Linked DNA regions of Mus musculus: all the other regions are linked to region 1. The links are chromatin contacts, called in public HiChIP or PLAC-seq and promoter capture Hi-C maps. All regions are on one chromosome and are shown on one strand. The core of a region is the stretch at or near the end of the contact, and the rest is flanking DNA. Distances in the headings are between cores, read along the strand shown.

Region 1 (3,397 bases), core at 664-3,163:
CTCCCCTTTCTCCTCCCCCACCCCCACCCCTGGATTAGACACTGGTCCCAACTCTGTGGGCCTCCAAATCTGTTCTTGGCTCTTCTGTGATTGATTCTCAGCTGTGCCTGGATGTATGTCCAAAAGTCTGAGAAACCCACAGCCCTGGCCTCATCGCAGGCCCAGGGACCCCAGAACCAGTTCCAGCTTTCCCACATCTCAGACTGTGGTTTCCCACCCCTGAAGCTGTGTCTTGGTGCTTCCCTACAGCACTGCACCCATCCCACCAGCTGTAGACACAGTCAAACTCTCCAAGAGGCCATGCCCAGCGGACGCAGACCAACATATATCCATGCACTAGACTCCACTCAAGTAAGCATGCAGTCGCATACTTCACAGAGAAAGACAGCCTTACTGGGTTGTCCCAGACTGTCCACCCAGGTTTTTCTTCTACATAGTGAATTCAGTCTTGGTTGTGTGCCTCAGCATTTGCTGGAGGAGCCATATTCCTAAAAGGAGTAGGCTAAGGTAGTGAATACACTCTACATCTCTTTTGTGGTATATATTCATCATAATTTGATGGATATCTTAGGATCTGTGCATTTTCTTATAAGTAACTTATAACTAAAAATTTTAAAGTGGGAAGCAATGCTTAATACTTGCTGATTGGGAAAGGCAGAGAAAATTGGAAAAGACAGAGCAATTATATCACTTTCACCTTGGACACTAAACCAACCTATTTCCCTTGGCAAGGGTAGGATAGAGAGGAGATAAACAAGCCCCTCCACTCTGCGCAGATAGCACCATGTGCTCATGTAAAACAAGTGGAAGCAGAGCTTGGCTCTCCCAAACTCCAATTTACATTTATAAAATGGGGGGAAATTGTGCCTGTTAAGAGTTAAGAACTGCCGGGTGGTGGTGGCGCACGCCTTTAATCCCAGCACTTGGGAGGCAGAGGCAGGCATATTTCTGAGTTCAAGGCCAGCCTGGTCTACAAAGTGAGTTCCAGGACAGCCAGGGCTACACAGAGAAACCCTGTCTCGAAAAAAAAAAAAAAAGAGTTAAGAACTACGTGGGATTTTAAGAGTAGATAACTAATGGGGTTTGGGGCGATAGATCAGTTATTAAAGTGATTGCCTTATAAGCACGACAAGCAGAGGCTGATCCCCCAGAACCTATGTAAAAATGTGGGGCATGGTGTCTCATTTTTATAATGCCTGTACTGGGGAGATGGAGACATGGGAATCTCTGGGGCTGTCAACCGCTGGCCAGTCTGGCCTGGGTGGCAAGTCAACACTGGTGAAGGGTATGCACAGTTCCTGAGTCACCTGAAATTGTCAAATTGTCTTCTGGCCTCTGCAGATATGCACAGTCGCTTTTATTTTCTTTCTTTCTTTTCTTTACTTTTTTTTTTTTTTCCTGTTGTTGAGGATTAAAAAGTAATGTTCGGAGGTGGCCCTTGGCTAGACGCACACAGGTACAAGTAAGCATTGGTTGCCATCATTTATTGTAAAAGGTAAGCTATTCTTCAAATCACCAGCCTGCCATTCCTTCCTAAGTTGGTGACTCAGTAAATACTCCCCATACCTGCCTAGCTTGTGACCTTCCCTCCCCCACTTCTGGAGGTTAACTTCAATGAAGTAACTGCATTCTTCTTTATGGATATGTAAAGCTACTTGGAAACAAGGCTCAGAGACACAAGAAGCTCAGCGACGGAGCCGGCTGAGGCCAGTGCGGGCGGGTCAGGCCACCTCATGCCACAGTCACCGCGAACTCATCCCTCCACCCCACCCCCGTCACTTGGCTGACGGGCGTGCCAGCAAGTCGTAAGATAGTGGCCGCCAATCCGCTCCGGGCCACTGAGCGAAGTCCCACGTGATCCGCGCCGGGCCTGACGTCACGAGACCGCCGCCCTGCCCTCCGAGCCTGAGGTCGCAGCACGCTGAGTGACTTGGAATTCGGGTGCCGGCGGTCACCGAGGTAGATAGAGAGATGGCTGCCGCTCTGCAGCGCATCGAGCAGCTGTCCAGTCGGGTGGTGCGCGTGTTGGGCTGCAACCCGGGTCCCATGACCCTGCAAGGCACCAACACGTACCTGGTGGGGACCGGCAGCAGGTAAACGCCACCCCCGAGCCCCCGCAGCTCACGCAGTCACGTGGCAGGGAGGCAGCGAGAGGCCAGGCTAGCCCCCAGCGCGTCCCCGAGCTCTGCGGAGGACAGAGGGTGTAAGAAAAGCACAGGCTTCCCAAGTCTGACTCACAGTTTACTTGCTGTCTCGCTGCCCGCAGGTGGTGACCGAGTGAGTTTACCGTAGCCTGTGTGTTAGTGCACACTTGAAATCCAGTGTTTGGAACGCAGAGGCAGGAGGTCGCCCCCAGTACGAGGCCATCCTAGGCTACATAGCCACTTTCAGGCTTGGTTGGGTCATATAACTAGGCCCTTAAAAGTTTACTGTAAGCAATTGACTATACTAAATCCAGTCTCTTACAGTAGAGGGCAGAATTTGCTTCTAGTTCAACCGGAGTCTAAACCCGACAGAGCAACCCAGCCTGTGGGTAGGAGAAACTAACTCTTGCTTTTTCTACTAATCGTGTATGACAAGCATATCTTGTTTGCGTTTAAAGTCTCTATTATATTAACTCTTCTAGAGTAAAGGATATTTACAAGCATCGGACTCTAAAAGTAGACATAAAAGGTTTAGCCCAGAGTGAATCAGGCCAGGGGAAAGTACGGGACCTTTAGGCTTCCGGCATGCTTTTAGCAGCAGAGTGCCTAACCTCTAGAGTATGGTCTGAGCCCAGGACAATCTCTTCGATGTGCCACTTTAAACCCATTCTGAAGTCAGCACCTAAGCCGGAAATTGCAAATAGTCTGAATAACCCTGGAGAATGCCCTGCTGGAGTTTGCTGTATGGTTCCAGGACATTCAACACAGCCTGCTTTTCTTCGAGGGTTAAAATAGATGGCTGGTTTCTATGCAAACTGGATGAAGAAGTTACTAAGATGAACAGTTGCTAAGCACAAATGTTCACTGGAATCATATATTGTACTTAAGTAATAGTTTTATTTTTATAGGCTCTTTAGGTAGTAAGTAATGGTAAAATAATTAACGTGCAGATGATGCTACTCAAACTAAAGGGTGATTAGAAACAAATATTAACTGGGTCCAAAGCAGATGTTCAAGACTTGTGTCCACTGCTCCGCATCACAAAAAGGTCTAAGATGATAGGTGGCACTATATCATTGAACTCATTTTTACACTTCTGTTTCTGCTAACTTTGGGGCTCATTGGCCAATCCCTCCTTGCTGACACAACATCCTCTCTAGCTGCTGGTCTCTCATTCTCCATCTTTATCAGAGTTTTGTACTTCTCTAAATGCAATCCTAACTTCATGCTATTCAGTTACAGTTGTGTGTCAT
Region 2 (3,397 bases), core at 527-3,026, 3.0 Mb before region 1:
CTAATAGCTGAGAGTTCAGGCCCCATATTAGACAGAAGGTCACTCTTTGAACAAAACAAAACCAGCTTCCAACCTCAAAATATGGAAAACAACATCAGCATCATGGCTAGGGTTGGCATATGTGTATCTATAGGAAATCTACTAGTAACATTGAGCTTTAGCAGAAAGACACTTAAAATTAGTGATACAAAACAGGTTAGGTTAGTGGTACTGATTGCTTTGAGAGTTACAGAGCCTTTCTTAGCTCTTGGTGAGCTTAACGGAGCAAGAGTACCTGAAGATCAAAGCTTGCCAAAGTCATCTCAAGCCATTTCTCATACCCTCAAACGGGAAGGAAACTGGAAAAGGAGTGAGCAGAGAATATGTACAATTCTCTTCCTTCCTCTCTGGCTTCTGTCCTTGGGGCCAGAGAGCAACTTCCAATAATCCTGCACTTAATATCATCTCACTCTGGCTTGAATTGATTCATTTCACCAGTAGCAGAGAAACAAACAAACAAAAAAGACCCAACCAAAAACCTATCGCAGTTGTCTGACCTAGTTCCCTTTTCTGTGTCCTTTTAGAAGGAATCCATGGGACTGGGGAGATGTCTCGGCAGTTAAATGCTCACTGGCTTTTCTTCCATAGGTACTGAGTTCAACTCCTAGCAACCACATGGTGGCTCACAACCATCTATAATGGGATCTGGTGCTCTCTTCTGGCATGCAGATAGAGCACTCATACATAAAAACACAAATAATAAATAAATACATAAATCTTAAAAACAAATAAAATTATGCCGGGCGTGGTGGCGCACGCCTTTAATCCCAGCACTTGGGAGGCAGAGGCAGAAGGATTTCTGAGTTCAAGGCCAGCCTGGTCTACAGAGTGAGTTCCAGGATAGCCAGGGCTATACAGAGAAACCCTGCCTCAAAAAAACAAAAACAAAAACAAAACAAAACAAAAAACAGAAACAAAAAAAAAAGAAAAGAAAAAGAAAAAAAAACAAATAAAATTTAAAAAGCAAACAAATAAATCTTAAAACAAACCAACGGAATCCTGAGCCAGCCGCATGAACCTATCCTTGGTTCTTTAGTCAAGATATACGATGGAAGTCGGGCCCACCCTTACTGCCTAAAGGGAGACTCAGGTCTCACTTAGTTTTTTCATATTTTTTTCTTTAGTTTTATCTTCTGCTACCAAATGCCTCTTTTACTATGAAACTACTTTGAATTATGGATACAACCAAAACACTTTCATTATTTCTCCAAAGCCTTTGAAAATTAATTCAAGGCCGCAGCTATATTTTTGCTTTCAATTCCATAAAAGCATACATAGCTGCCAAATCAAATAAAGCAAAAACACAAACACAAACAAACAGACAAACACTTTCAGAGCAACCCATGGTAGGCAACACCTGTCGTTTCAACACTTTGAGGCTGAAACAGAATTATAAATTGGAGTTGGAGGGCAGCCAAGGATTACATAGGGAAATTACTGTGCCTGATGGCTAAGGAAGGAGATAGAATTGTCCCCAAATACATAGCTAGTCTGGGACTCGTAGTTCCAGGGTAACACTGAAATACCCTGTCTCAAAAATTCAAAAACAAAACCCTTTGAGAAGTTTCAGAAATTCCAAATAGCACATACATACTATACTTCCTTTTGTGGGATACTATTACACAGCTGCGACTGATTAACTGAGTATCTTGAATCTAGGTTTTCAAGCCCACTCCATGAAAACAGCAGAGAGGAAACTTAACTGAGCTGCTTTTCAGCTTTCTAGGAAAGGTGCCTAGGTAACCACGGAAAAGCCAATGAAAAGGTTTGGTTGAGGGGGGCGTGGAACTGGGGAGGTGAGGAGCAGAAATAATGGGCCCTGATTTAAGTAATGGTGATAGGCAGCGAGAACTGGACGGGTGGGCGTGGCATATTTCAGTAAACACTGACCTATATCGGGAAGAGAGGAAATGAGGCAAACACATTGGGAGCTTGTTAAGATGCCCGTTGATGTGTATTACTTTAAACAAAGAGGTTGAGACAAGCTTTAAAGACATCAAAAATTTCAGCGCTACACAGAAAACCACAAGTCCCAAGATGCAGTGTCACTTCGGACCAAACACTAGCCGAAACCTTGTAAGAAACTACATATCCCAGAATGCACTGCTGCCTCGCCGGCTCAGCTTTTCTCGGCAGAAATTGGATCCGGATGGCGCTGCATTCTGGGAACCAAGAAGTCCTAGCATCTCATTGGTTGGGATTTGGTAGCGATGTCTCTTAAATGGGCCTGTTTTACTGCCCACAACGCACTTCCTCCAGACGCAAGTTACCGGCAGATCGCGTCTCGGCCTTGCCAGGTACCAGTCTCCCGCGCGTTACAGAAAGCGGCTGTGACGCGACGGAAGTAATTCCTTTCTGTGCCCCGGAACCCACAGGGGTAGGCCGCTGGGGGTGGGAGGGGGGCGGCCCTGAATAGGGGCTGTGGCGGTACGTGGGGTTACGGCTGCGGTAGCTGCGGGACTGGCTAGTGAGTGTCGGGCTATGGTGGGAATCGGGATCTGATTTCGCTAGGAGAGTTAGTGCGGCTGGGACTGGATGCTTTAGTTATCCCTCTGCTCACCCCTTCCCGTCTGGGCGGGGAAGGAACGGAAGCTCTGAGTCTCTCCGGCCTCCCCAGCTCCTGGCTTGGGGGAGGGGAGAGGAGTTTGGCGGGACCTTAACTAGCTCAGCTCGGTGGGTCTGGAAAGGGGAGAGGACAGGAGGTGCGGGCTGGCTGGGCCTCCTCCAGGCTGAGCGCGGGGAGGGTGGAGTTAAGAGCATGGCAGCCGGATCGCTTTTCCGTTTTGCCTACCTCATGTGCGCTTGTATTTGTTTTACTGTTAAAATCAGTCGCTAGACCCAGGAGAGAGCCCTCGCCGCTTTAAGCTATAGGACCCTGAAAGAAAGTTTACCTTCTGGACAACTTGGGTAATTTCTGCCTGGCTGGGTACATTGGCTCATTTGTGCATCTATCTACCTCTCATTTTTGCCTGAAAGGAGTTATCTAGTGCCAGGTACAGTGCCCATTTATTTAGTTTCCCTTAAGGAACTCTTCAGTTTTGTGAGCATGAAAGTTTTGTCATTTAGTGCAAGCATGCCTACTCTGCACTTTCTAGTGTAGAAAGCAATTGAAATAGTTTTACAACTTGGTCCATACTACCAGATCTGCTTCTTAGTCCCAAATTGAATTTTATTTTCTGTTAAGTGGTCTAAGATGGTAAATACTTGATCTCGTTTATATTATGTGTTATTAAGCCGTCGAAGTTCACAAGTGGATTTAATCTTCAGTGATGAGTAAACTGTTGTGGTTTTATATCATGGATGTTTGTTAATTTATAGTAATTTGGGGTTTCTATATTTCTATTTATCAATTTTTTGA
Region 3 (3,397 bases), core at 478-2,977, 3.0 Mb before region 1:
GAATAAAGACGATAGGTAGTTATGAGCTGCTTAGAATTTCCTAGGATGTGACTTTGCCTCCCGTGAAGATCCCTTGGACACCTGTGAGGTGGAAACCTGACATTAGTTCTACTGTAAGCAACACCAAGGTGTAATTGCTTTTCTTCCTTCTGAGTACCTTGTCTAGTAGGCCATTTACTTTGATGAGGTCATAATGCCATGTTTGTAGAGTCTCCTTTGTCATTTACACCTTTGAGAAGAATCAACTTTTAAAACAACATGAACATTAGCTGGTACATTACAGCCTGAGATCACAGGGACAAAGATCTCTGGAAGGCCTGGTGGAGACTCTTTCCTGTAAGCGTACCTCATCACTGGGCTATGTGGGCACTTTGTTCCATGTTGTGATGGTAACGACATACCTGAACTGATAGCGGATATGCTTCTGGTTGAGTCCTGTACTCCAAGTCATGCAAACCCCATGGAAAAGTTCCTCCATGGTGAAGAGAAACCGTCTTGAATATTACACCACAGAAAAACTGGCAGATTTAGACATCTTTTCCTCTCTTGAACACATTTCCTTACGGATGTTCTCAGAGGAACATCGTGCTCTAGCTTAAGTGTGAGAGTGATAACCTACATCACCATTATATTTATATTTTAGAGAAATGTCTAAAAATGAAGCCAAGTCAATAAAAATAAAGATTTAAACTTTCATCCGGGTAAAGTAAAAGCCTTCTACTCAACATGCCATCCTCTCTGATTCCTTTAGAGACAGGACATGAGGTGCAAGCTTTTGGCTTCCATTTTTCGTTTGGTATTTAAGTAAACGACATCTTTGGTTCCGGAGGAGCTTTAAAAATGTGACTTCTGATAAATGCTGGCAGAACTGGTGCATTCCTAGAATAAATTCTGTATGCTCAGCGATTTCTACTCAAGCTCACTCATAGGTCGTCTGATCATGCAACTGCCCACCACAGAATAGGGTGAAGAGAAATCTAGGCATGGCAGAAGGTTTAAGTATTAAGTATTAAGTATTAAATTACGTAAACTATATTCATTATATTGAGATTTCACGGCTAGAGTCAAATTGTTAATCAAAAGTAAGACTGATGTAACAACGACTCTTATGGTATACCTGGACTTTACAATTTAGAGGGTTAGGGAACTAGAAAATTGCACACAAAAGGGAACTCCATTATTCACCCTCCTTCCCTTTCCAGCACGTTTCAAATCCAATTGTTCTTGCTTTTAAGATCACTGCTCTCAGTTTTCATTCTGTCCTATAGGGAAACCTGTGACTCTCTGCCCCTCAAAGTAGAAGCTTCCTAGGTCTGCAAATACCAGAAAGCATCTCCAGGCGAAGTTGTATCTGCCTCAGGAGCGAAAACACGGTAGGTGTAAAAAAGACATATGAAGGGGGTGGGCTGTAAATCTTACACTTGTAGCTGGAAAAACAAAATGAGATCCCCTCCCTGCCAAATGCCCGGACAGCATTGTGACCTCGGCATAACGCTTCAGTCCGACCTGGAGCAGCGCCTCCGCCAGCACTGAGGGTGGGCCCGCGTATAAATTGGCTGGGATGCAAGGTACCTAGGGAGCCCGGCCTGGCCCCGCCCCGCCCCGCCCCGGGCACCCGCGCGCTAGCCAATCGGACACGCGGGCCCCTTCCCATCGGCGACTCCACCCCCGTGCCCGGGATGTTGGGCCCCCGCGGCGTGACGCGAGCACGGCGGCTCCGCCCCCTGCGTCTCGGGCCTCGCTGGCCTTGGGGGGATGGTTTCATCATGGCGTCAATGCAGGTGAGCGGAGCTGCTGCAGCGGGGAGGGCGAGGGGGCCATCGAGACGAGGTGAGCGTCTGCGCGGGGTCGGCGTCCGAGACCTCTGGGCCTGGCTCCGGGCGACCTTCCCTGACCTCGGGGCGTCGGGGGATCGCCTGGCGGCGAGCCGAGCGGGGGTGTCGGCCGGTGGCCGCGGACAGTAGCGGCCGCGAAGTTGTGGCATAAAGGCGGCTTAGGGGGAAGAAAGGGCGAAGTTCGTCGTGCGCTTCGCGGTGGGGGCTCCGCTCCGCGCCCCTACGCGAGGATGCCTGCCGCTCGGCTCCCTGGCCACCGCCGGGATGCTTTTCCCCTCGCGCTCCCCAGCGGGGTGGAAACAGCTGTGCCCGCCGCCGTCACCCGCGGTCGGGGCGGCCGGAGACCGGCAGAGCCCCTCGCCGAGGACGGCCGCCTGCCCACGGCGCTCCGCGGCCTCTGCCCGGCCTCCCACGCGCAGCCTCGGATCGCCGGACTCATGCTCGTTCTTCTCTGATCTTCATCCGGTGCCCGGTGGGTGCCTCCTTCTATCAGCCCGCACTCTGGGCATTCCCTGGCAGCCCACGTCTCTTCTTCGAAGCCGCCCTTCGTCCCTGTCCCCAGCGTCCTGTGCTACCACAACGTGCGAGCTCGTGGGCCTGCTCCTCGGCCTCGATAGAAACTCGCCCTCTTAAATTTTTTTTTCTTGCGATGCCCCACCCTTGCGGGATTGGTAAGGCCGTGGCTCCTTTGCCTTTCTTTCCCAGACCTTTAAAACCTTAGTTTGGTAGGAGACGCCTGTTAACCTGTGCTCTGTCAGACTTGAAGGTGTTTTTTGTAGCTTCCAACTTAATGTATTCCCCCCCCCCCTTGCAAATCCAATAAAAGAAAAAATTTTCAGGCAAAGATGGCAACCACAATTGTAGTTTCTAGAGATTGCATTATCTATAGCCGGCATTTAATTTGCAGATAGGGCTAGCGGTGTTAAAGCACATAGGAAGAGAGAGTAGAACTCTTGTAGCGTGTCAGCGGAACGCTTTTTGGAGTTTTAACATCATCCTCGAGTAACATCCGCATTTTCCTTAGAATTTTTGGTTTTTGTTTCTAGAAGAATAAGCAAGATCTCGTTGTTGGCGCTTCTCTGCTAGCAATGGTTTGCATTCTTACGCATTTCCCTCCTTCCCCTGTATCTTCCTTCAATCAGCTTTCCTTATGGTATTCTTTTTGCATTTGCTTGTACTTTTGGCCTTTCCTGCAGTAGCATTCTTAGGTGAAGAGGTGTCACGAAATGGTGCAGTGAAACAAGAACAATTTCAGGAAACGTTATACTTTACTAGTCTCCCCAGAGACGTTAGAGAAGTTTCATCATTTGAGGCCAAAAAAGGAACTGTGGAACATCAGTTGACAGCAGATGGGCTATATGATTGCTTTAAGATTTTTATCTGTATTAAGACATTATTTGTTACTAACACTTGACGGTGATCTGTCTTAAGATACAGGCATTATTTAAGACTAAAAATGAAGATTAAAATCCACACTGGGATTGTATCTGGCATGAGAGCTGGTTAGCTTTTATACTTAGTTTTTGGAAAAGGCAGATTTGTTTGTAAGAGATTGCTATTTT
Region 4 (3,397 bases), core at 419-2,918, 2.1 Mb before region 1:
GACATGGAAGAGGGACGCTCTCCCTCTCCCCACTTACTCCCACTCTCAGGAGCAAGTCCATTCCTTCACTGACAGTGGAGTCGACTTTGGGATTCTGGCATATACTGGCGATATCAAGCATCATAGACCGAACATTACTGGATTCTTAAAAAGTTGTTACTCAAGAGAACCCTAATATAATACTCAACAAAAACTGATCATAAATTTAGAACTGTAGATTCGAATTAATTTTTTAAAAATCTTTAAAAAGTTGTAATATTACTGTTCTAACAAACCATAACTCAAATGTGAAACAGATACTCAAAATTGTTTTTACCAAGATTCACATCTAAATTATAAAATGTATCAAATCACTACTTTGCAATTTATACCATGAAGTTCTTTGTATTTTAGGAAGTAGTATACATATGTAAAGGTTTCCATTGAACTTGTTCAATTCATAATCAACTTTATAACATTTATTTCTTTTTTGTTTGGTTGGTTGGCTTTTCGGGACAGGGTTTCTCTGTATAGACCTGGCTGTCCTGGAACTCACTTTGTAGACCAGGCTGGCCTGGAACTCAGAAATCCGCCTGCCTCTGCCTCCCAAGTGCTGGGATTAAAGGCGTGTTTGAACAAACACAAAGATACACTTGGCAGTGAATATGTACACTGGTAAGCCAACCATATTCCTGGATGTCTCTCACCAACACACAGGCCAGAAGACAAACTTGGGTCTGAGTTTTCAGGCACTGTCAAACTTTTTAAACATTTAAACAAAAGATTCATTTATTTTTATTTTATGAATATGGGTATTTTACCTGCACGTCTGTCTGTGTAACATGTGTATACAGTGCCCGTTGAGGCCAAAAGACGGAAATTTGATCCCCTGGAGTTTAAAAATCCTTCCTCCCCAGGCCTTTGTTTTTGGCCTTCCACTGGCCTAAAGCTTGCCAAATTGGGTTGGGCCAGGGGTCAGTGAGCCCTAGTCACCGGTCTTCCCAGCGCTGTAAGTATATGTGTATGGCATAGGCTCTGGGGATCAAACGCAGGTTCCCTGGCTTGCAAGATAAGCATTGACAAGCTGTACTACCTCCCTTGGCAGCCGCATCCCGGCCCTTCTTAAATGTTTCTATATTCATCTGTTAGAGTTTGGCTCCAGAAGCAGCGGTAGCAACTGGGCTGGCTCCCTTTAAAACAAACAAACAAACATTCTGTCCAGGGGACGCGGAAGGCGTGGGGGCGGGAGCCAGGACTTCCAGCAAACAGGAAGCGGCCGGTTTCGCGCCGTCTCCCGCCTGGGATCCCGCCCCGGTGTGTGCGGGGCAAGCAGGTCTCGGCCGCGACGCAGCCTCCGGCCCGGGAGCCCGCACTCACCCTCGGCGCTGTCACGAGTACGACGAAAGTCCTCGGAGCGGCCGTCACGGAAGGCTCGGCACAGAGACAGGCAGAGGAAGTCGAGCATCCAGCCCGCAGCCACGGCCTCCACCTCAGCCACAAGCTCCGCGTTCTCCATCTCTCTCGGGGTCCCCAGCTGAAGCTGGCACTGGAGCAGCTCCGCGTCGTCTCCCACCTCCTCCTGCTCTGGAGAATCCGAATCTGTCCAGCCCTCACGGCTCGGCGCGTCCCGGGCCGCTGAGGAGACCGTCTCCGCCATGTTAAACCGAAAGCGCTCGCCGTGCCTCAGCTGGCGCCGTGCGCTGATTTGCTCGCGGTGGGCGTGGAAGTCAGCCAATCGCATCGCTAGGGTGGGCTAGTGGCTGGAGCTTGGCTTCCGATTGGCTGAGAACTGCTAAATTCCTTGTCGATCCGAGCCCAGGCGTTTTGGATAGTGTAGCTTCTGGATGATAGGCTAAGATACATTTTAAAAAATGCAATCTGCGCTGGAAACAGGGTAGTTAAAACCGAGAGGTTTTTGACTGCAGATTTTGACTGCATGGCACTGCGCGTCTATAATCCCAGCAGCACTCAGGAGGTGGAGACAGGAAGATTAGGAATTAGGGCCATCTTCAACTACAAAGTCTAGGCCAGCCTGGAGCACTTGAGCGTTATGGCAGCAGCAGCACCAGAAATTTTAACTTGTCGCCATAAACATGAGCATTTAACCCTGTTACACTGTAATCACACTGTCTTTCTACCCTATGTGTTCATTTTATTGAAATCCGGGGTTATTAAAGCTGAAATTGCTGGGCTCTGATTTTTCACTAAAGTTCTGCCTGGGGTGAGCGGGTAGGATGGTGCTGACCCTGGAATTCGCAAGTCTAGTCAGTTCCCCATGAATGCTGAGACTGTTAGTCCCAGGACCACATTTTGATCACTATTACTGTACAATGTTTGCATTGAATGAAAGTATAACAACGTAAAAACAGAATTCTAGGCCTTTAGGCCCAGGCTTGGGAATGTGGCCTTTGTAAAGGTATGCTAATCATAAAAGAGATAGCGACATTCCTCTACCCACCCGCTTCCTGGGTTCAAAGAGTGCTCATTCAAAGAAAGTCACCCTGGCCATTACCAGAACCTGCAATGCAAATGTGCTATTGTTAGGGGCTCTTAGAAGCTGTCTTGAGAGTTAACAATTACCAGGTATTCCTTGTGACTCTATTAACTTTACACTTCCTTGTGACTCTTAACTGGTATCTTTGGTATCTTCCAACAACGCCCTCCCCACTTCCTTGAGTTTCGGTTTCTTCCTTTAAATACCCCCTTACCCAGCTACTGGGGCGCCACGGTCCTCTACCCCTGCGTGGTGTATGACCATGGGCCCGAGAGCGCTCTTGAATAAAAAATCCTCTTGCAATTTGCAGCAAGACCCGTTTCTTGTGGGTGATTTTGGGGTGTCGCCTCTCCTGAGTCAGAACGTGGGGGAGCCCTCACATTGTGGGTCTTTCATGACCATGAGGGCATATTACCCCCAGGCTCTAGAGATGGTGTTGCAGTAAATATTATTTGGGGGTTCTACCCTGTGGGGAATTGCAGGTTGGTCTCCAGTTGAGCTGAGGTCTTAACCCCGATGGTCATAATGCACCTTCATGACACAGTAGGCGTTCCCTCATGCTCCTGGAACTCTGGCTCCTGCCTAAGTTACCGCCCCCCCCCCCACACACACACACACAGCCCCCACAAGAGAAGCATGTTCAGTAGTCACGTAGGCAATGGCCCTAGCTTTTGACCTTCAGGCTCAACTCCTCCCCAGTTACCTAACAACAGTAAAGAACATAAAAAGGGCTGTTACGCTCTTACTGCTTACTCTTGTCTCCCTCTTACCCCTCACTCTCACCATCTCTCCTCTCTTTGTCTTCTCTCCTCTCTCCTCTCTGTTTTCTCGTCTCGTCTCCTCTCCTCTCTCCCTCTTACTCTCTTTCTCTCTAGCCCGCCCCCCCCCCTCTCTCTTCTCTCTTTCTCCTGCATTTCTATAATA

Evidence for each region. Promoter capture Hi-C pulls out the DNA fragments that hold promoters and counts their contacts. HiChIP or PLAC-seq counts read pairs in DNA pulled down with a chosen protein or histone mark.
Region 2: a contact with region 1 is called in a promoter capture Hi-C map of liver, with 4 times the contacts expected there. The contact joins the promoter of D030040B21Rik here to the promoter of Lactb2 in region 1. A contact is called at or near these places in 2 of 39 promoter capture datasets (cranial neural crest and liver), 1 of 484 Hi-C or Micro-C datasets (B cells), 4 of 115 datasets of contacts at active chromatin or transcription factors (astrocytes, embryonic stem cells, extraembryonic endoderm stem cells and 1 more) and 1 of 9 other capture datasets (adipose tissue).
Region 3: a promoter capture Hi-C map of pre-B cells shows a contact between it and region 1, with 6 times the contacts expected there. The contact joins the promoter of Ube2w here to the promoter of Lactb2 in region 1. A contact is called at or near these places in 3 of 39 promoter capture datasets (the HPC-7 cell line, HPC-7-derived erythroid cells, liver and 1 more) and 1 of 115 datasets of contacts at active chromatin or transcription factors (extraembryonic endoderm stem cells).
Region 4: an H3K27ac HiChIP or PLAC-seq map of embryonic stem cells shows a contact between it and region 1, with 9 times the contacts expected there. The contact joins the promoter of Terf1 here to the promoter of Lactb2 in region 1. A contact is called at or near these places in 4 of 39 promoter capture datasets (embryonic stem cells, erythroid cells, liver and 1 more), 6 of 115 datasets of contacts at active chromatin or transcription factors (astrocytes, embryonic stem cells and extraembryonic endoderm stem cells) and 2 of 9 other capture datasets (adipose tissue and liver).

Annotation. Positions count from the first base shown.
Region 1 is chr1:13,659,025-13,662,421 of GRCm38.p6, reverse strand. Lactb2 (lactamase, beta 2) reads left to right here and starts at 1,913. Exons shown (of 7, transcript NM_145381.2): 1 at 1,913-2,093. The coding sequence starts at 1,972.
Region 2 is chr1:16,655,931-16,659,327 of GRCm38.p6, reverse strand. It overlaps D030040B21Rik (RIKEN cDNA D030040B21 gene), which reads right to left and starts at 1,776. Exons shown (of 4, transcript NR_037998.1): 1 at 1-1,776. Eloc (elongin C) reads left to right here and starts at 2,463. Exons shown (of 4, transcript NM_026456.4): 1 at 2,463-2,506.
Region 3 is chr1:16,617,621-16,621,017 of GRCm38.p6, reverse strand. It overlaps Ube2w (ubiquitin-conjugating enzyme E2W (putative)), which reads left to right and starts at 1,727. Exons shown (of 6, transcript NM_025773.4): 1 at 1,727-1,781. The coding sequence starts at 1,767.
Region 4 is chr1:15,803,917-15,807,313 of GRCm38.p6, reverse strand. Terf1 (telomeric repeat binding factor 1) reads right to left here and starts at 1,668. Exons shown (of 10, transcript NM_009352.3): 1 at 1,357-1,668. The coding sequence starts at 1,636.